Regions from separate parts of the Mus musculus genome. Here region 1 is linked to region 2. A link is a contact called in public Hi-C data. All regions are on one chromosome and are shown on one strand. The core of a region is the stretch at or near the end of the contact, and the rest is flanking DNA. Distances in the headings are between cores, read along the strand shown.

Region 1 (2,778 bases), core at 236-2,735, 91 kb after region 2:
TGCCTGTGTGTGTGCATGTGTGTGTTGGGGAGCATAATCAGATGAAATGTTAGGATTCCTCTTCCACACTCAGCAATATGACTAACTTTCTGTTTTGCTTTTGTAGTAGCAGTTTTGCTGTCCTTTGACTTCTCAGATAGGAAGCATTTGGAGGCAGGGCTCCGGGTGGGGACTTTCTCTTCTGTCCTCTGCAGTTTTCAACAGATACTGATGCTGATGCTATGCTGGGGGAGGGGCCACTTGCTTGTCTCTTTCCTGCTCTTTGGGGTTTGTCCTGCTTCCTCTTCTTTCCCTTCACTCCCAGGCCTCTGAGGGGCAACAGTTGTTCCCACTTATCTGACTGTCCCCAAGACTCTTGGGTGTTTTCAAGCCTGTCATCTCTTCAGTATTTTACAAATCTCTTCCCTGGTCAGTACAGTGCTCGGATTCTAGTACTTGGAACGGAACTTCTTAGGGTATGAGAAACCTGTCTTCTGTGAAGGGTGTTTGCAGAATGGGGTGCCTGGTGGAATGGGGTGCCTGGTGGAATGGGATGTCTTCAGGAATGGGGTGTCTTCAGGAATGGGGTGTCTGGTGGAACTAAGAGGCTTTCCCTTCTCACTTCTGAGAAGTCTGAAGTTCAGGTGAGGCTCAGAATCCTGGTAGCCCAAGGCTTGCGGTGCTCTTTGTTCAGGATTGGGCAGACTGCCGCCCAGGGAGTTCCTTCCTCCTGCAGTGTGGGCAGATCTCAGAAATATTTGCAGGCTCTCAAGTACTGGAAATTCTTTTCCAGACACAGGGACTTAGAGTCACAAGGTCATGGACAAGGTTACAGTCACCAGAGCTGCTGTCAGGGAACTCGCTGCTGCCTGCTCTATTAAGTGGGTTACTATGCTCACCTCATTCCTTCAAGAAAGCAACCAATAAAAAACCGAAAAGATTTAAAAACATAAATTACCATCTATCTCCCCTCTTTTTCACGTTTATTTAAAACCACCACCATTCCATTTTGCTTTTAAGAGCAGGAAGGGTCATCCTTACAAGCAAGCGCCTTGAAATCTACCTTCCCTGTCTTAGTCTTGTTCAGACCACAGGGCAGTGCATTCCTGTTATCCCAGGACTCAGAAGTCTGATGCAAAAGGAGTGCTGCGAGATTGAGGCCAGCATGGGCTGGATGGTGAGTTCGAGGTCAGTCTGGATTATAGGATGAGACCTTATATTAAAAAAGAGAAAGCACAAATAAAAAATAAAAACCCAAGAACCCACTATTGCCCAAATAGTGAATGTGACGGATGGCGGGCCGGGGCGATCTCTGCAGACTGGCCCATTCCAAGTCTTTGGGGAACCGCGCGTCCGCGCCCGCTGCCTCCACCTGCCACTCCCGGGGGCGCGCAGTGGGCGGGGCGCCGCTGCCATGGAGACTCGGCTCCGCCCCCGCGCCCGCCCCTCAGCGTCGATTGGTCGCCCTTTGCTCCCTGACCCCGCCGCTGGGCCGCCGCTTCCTGCCGGGCGCCGAGCGCCGAGCGCCGAGCGCCGCCCGCCGAGCGCCGCGTCTTCCCGCGCCGCCGCCCCGAGCTCCGCCCGCCGCGCGCTCCGCCCGCCGCGCCGCCAGGCTGCCCGGCGGCCGCCCAGAGCGAGGATGCGGCGGCGCTCGCGGATGCTGCTGTGCTTCGCGCTGCTCTGGGTCCTGGGCATCGCCTACTACATGTACTCGGGGGGCGGCTCCGCGCTGGCCGCGGGCGGGGGCGGCGCCGGCAGGAAGGTGAGTGCCGCGAGGCCTGTGCGCCGACCCGGGCCTGCAGCGGGGAGGCGCCGTGCACCGAGAGTGCTCCCCGGCTCGGGGCAGCAGATGTGGGGACCCTGGCCGGGACGCGCGCCTCAAGTTTTCTCCGGGCCCTCAGGCCAGCGGCGCGAGCTCCGGCCCTGTCCGGCTCACCCGCGGCTCTGGGTGCAGCGACTTGCCTCCCGCATGCGGGGCGCGGGCACCCGGAGCCACGTACCGCCCTGCGCCAGGATCTTGGAGGCTGTTATCTCGCTGGCGACACTGCGCTCCACTCCCTGTGCCGGGATCATAGGGACAACCCTTCCGCCGGACTCCCTGCCCCCTGCTCCGTACTCCGCCCAGATCACCCCGGAGCCCCACTCCCTGCTCCGGGATCTTGGGGATCGTTGTCACCCGAAACCCGGTGCTCCCCGAGCCACATTCCGCCCAACTGGAACCCGCGACCCTCTCGTCTTGCGCCCAGATCTTGGGGACCTTGGTCGGGCTGGAACCCTGGTGCTCCAGTGATCAGAGGCGTGATCCCTCCCTATCCTCCCCATCCAGCACCCCGGCAGTGAGGTCGTACCGTGGTTCTGTCAGACCTCCCGTTCTACTTGCTACACTGCCCACCTCGGCCCTTGGCCGCTCACGGCGGCGGGAACTACCTAGCCTTTTGCGCTTGCATTTCCTAACCCCAAGTCCGCATTTCCTAACCCCAAGTCCCTCCTCGGTGTGTGTCTCTGGTGGGTTCGGTAGTGAGGCCGGGAGTCTTAGAGCTTACAGGTTCTGATTCGGCAGTCATCTCGGCTTGGGTACCGAGTGGACACCGAGCGAGCGTGGGATCCTTGCCTTGGTTGGTGCTGTCTAGGCTGTTGTATTCTCTCCTGAGGGGTTTGTGGTGTTTTACTAGCTAACGAGCTTCGAAATATAGTTATCTTTTCCAAAGATTTGTAGCCCTCCTTACTTGATTTTGAGTAACAGTACACGACCAGAAAAGAATGGAGGTAGATCGCGGCTTAGGGAGATAGGGGGTAGAA
Region 2 (2,700 bases), core at 87-2,586:
CTTCTTATTAAAAAAAAAAAGAAAACCAAAAAAAAAAAAAAAACAAACCAAAAACAACAACAACAAAAAAAACCCCCTCAGTTAGCCTCATTTGGCTTCCCAGGCTGGAATGATATGTATAGACCACCAAGCTGGCTTTTACTCGGGTGATGGGTATTAAACATGGGTCCTTGTGCTTGCAAGGCAAGTGCTTTACCAACTGAGCCACCTCCCCTTCTTAAGCCAGTGGCTCTCTTGACTCTATTTGAAACTCGCCTGACATAGGAGTGTTTGGTAGAGCACCAGGGGCTCCAAATGCAACAAACGGGCCTTGAGGAAGCCTCTGCAACCCTGGAGATGCCATATCAACACAAACACCAGTCTCACACCCTCGAGCACAAAAAGAGAGCCCTATGACACAGACTCCTACGTCGAGACACGCCTGCTTCCTTCCCTGGTGTCTACTCCTGTTGCATGCAAATCACTCCTCCCCTTTAAGAGAGCCATTTAGAAGTGTCAAGAAGTGTTAAGTGTGGTTGGGTAGACATATGATGGTTTTGTTGGCAAAAGTATTGGAAGAGCTAGATCCCTTGTTGGATGCATGCTGTCAGACAATGCCAGCAACTCGTGGTGGCTGTGGGACCCTGGTATGACCTAAGGGGTACACAACGCCTCTTAGTTCTTATGTGTCAGAAAAAAGTCTGTGACCTGAGGCTCTGGCATAAATATATAGCTAAAAAAAAAAAAAACCAAACCAAAACCAACAAACAAACAAACAAACAAACAGACCAAAAAAACTAACCATTTTGCATCTTTGACCGAAGATACAAACGAATAGGTGCTCTGGGCTTCTTTCTCAGCTACCCCATGTCCCTTACTTGACTGTCTTCAGGTGTTCCCCTGGCAGGACCAAGCCATTAATTATGGCACTGGAGCTTCGGGTGACTGAGTATATAATTTTGAGCTGTTAAGTGACGTTCCATAGAGAGTTCACCGTGAGCTAGAAACAATGTGTCCCTGGAGAATATGGCCGCAGCCTCTGAAGTACGAGGCACAGCCCGTGTGGCTGCCGGTTGTCAGCATTGAGTGTCTGAGTTAGAATTCTGCCTGTGTTCCTGGCCAGGCATCTGGGCAGTCGGCTGATCACAGCCCTGTGGCTATAGGGGAGTCTGTGGTCTTCAACCAAACAGGGCACAGGTGTGGCCTATGCATCCTTGAGCAAGCCTTGGAGATAAGTTAATATTGCAACTGGTCCAGTGAAGGGGCTATGGGCTTTACGTTTCCCACGGAGAGGGTGGAGCTGAAGGCAAGGCAGTGGGATCCATCAGCCCAAGGCAAAGGGAGGAGGCAAGCCTCTAGCTCATGTGTGACAGAGGAGAGATTTAGGGGCCAGCGGCCCTGTTCACAAGGTCACCCAGCTCTGCTTCCCTTAGATCCTACCGAGTGGCAGGGTCCTATAAATAGCTGCCAGGGTGACATTGTCAGAGGCAACGTGCTCCTCAGAAACTCCGTGAAGGACAGCTGAGAGCCCTGGAAGACATGTTTACATTCTGGGCAGGAATGAAATGTTCGCTATGGAAAAATAAAGATTTTTATGCACTTGTACAGATTATCCTATAAATAAAGTTTACATCTACCTTCGGGGGGTCCAGCCCCCCAGCTCCGTTGGCACCCCATCTGCCTGTTGCTTATTAACTGTGCTGGGAACAGCTGCTGCTCCCCTGAAATATCGCTCTTGTCAGTCCTGGCCCTGTCGCAGGGCGCAGGCTCCTTACTGAGGAATGATGGCTGCCCATTAGTGCGCTGCTAAGAATCTAATGCGGGCTCCGCGGCCTCCCTGAAGTGTTTCTCGGAAATTAGATTTCAGGAGAACAAAATCGCAAAGGGCTTGGAGGCTGCAGGGGGCGGGGATCCCTCTTTGTTTCTCATTTGCCCGGTAATTAATTTCTTCCCGGGTGCAATTTGAAGCAAGAGATTGTGTTCATTAATTTATCGTCCACCTGCTCCTAGGATTGTTTTGATCGCTTTTCAACAGGAGACTCTGAGTCCAGAAGGGAAGCTTAATGCTGTCCCGAGAGCTGGCAACAAAGTGCGAGGAACTGTGCTTTAACCACGACTTCATCACACAAACACAAAGGACAATGGTTGGGCAGCATAATCAGTCCCCAGGGACTCCGTTGGGGCGCCCACCTCTGCTGGTGTCTCTTGTCTGCCTCCTCTATTGCTAAGGTGGCTGGCTCGTGAGTCTCCTATGCCTGGAATGTGTCTGGGGTGGCTGGAGAAATGCACTCACAGACATATAGCAAATCGAATTATCTGAAGCAAATGCAGAGGGCTTGAACCGCTCCCCCCATCCGTGAAGCCCCACTGGCACCTCCTTTTCAATCGTTTGTTATTTTTTTATTTAGGCACAGGAATTGCAGCTTGGTAGTGTTCAGAAAATTATATTTAACCCTCATTTAGATTCAATCTGAATCAATTTAATGAAACGTGAATAGCTCTTTGGGTTTACTGAAGGAAAGGAGAGAAATCTAAACCAGGAAGAGACGCACCTGCTGGATTTCTGGGCCAAGTGCATGTCACACTAGGCTCCCACTTGAGGACAGCACCATTTTCCTTCACTGTGCAGATGAAGAACATTTCAAACCCCAGGAAAGCAGGGCTGGGCTCAGGAGACCCGGGCATCCTGCTGTTTGGTTCTTTGTTTTATAGGAATCCGAA

The links. A called contact is a pair of places that touch in the nucleus more often than the background predicts.
Region 1: a Hi-C map of the N1E-115 cell line shows a contact between it and region 2, with 4 times the contacts expected there. The contact joins the promoter of Galnt2 here to the enhancer-like site in region 2. A contact is called at or near these places in 7 of 484 Hi-C or Micro-C datasets (the N1E-115 cell line, cerebral cortex, forebrain and 3 more), 9 of 115 datasets of contacts at active chromatin or transcription factors (double positive thymocytes, embryonic forebrain, embryonic hindbrain and 2 more) and 1 of 9 other capture datasets (pancreatic islet).

The regions. Positions count from the first base shown.
Region 1 is chr8:124,229,909-124,232,686 of GRCm38.p6, forward strand. Galnt2 (polypeptide N-acetylgalactosaminyltransferase 2) reads left to right here and starts at 1,486. Exons shown (of 16, transcript NM_139272.2): 1 at 1,486-1,741. The coding sequence starts at 1,619.
Region 2 is chr8:124,139,190-124,141,889 of GRCm38.p6, forward strand. Gm30081 (a long non-coding RNA gene) reads right to left here. Exons shown (of 6, transcript XR_879345.1): 5 at 782-2,700. Among named protein-coding and RNA genes, the nearest start is that of Gm30081, 12 kb to the right of the region's middle. Within about 2 kb of position 1,337, at least 21 of the 459 cell types and tissues checked have an H3K27ac peak or open chromatin away from gene starts, as enhancers often do. A contact at or near this core is called in the N1E-115 cell line and embryonic forebrain, where this site is marked.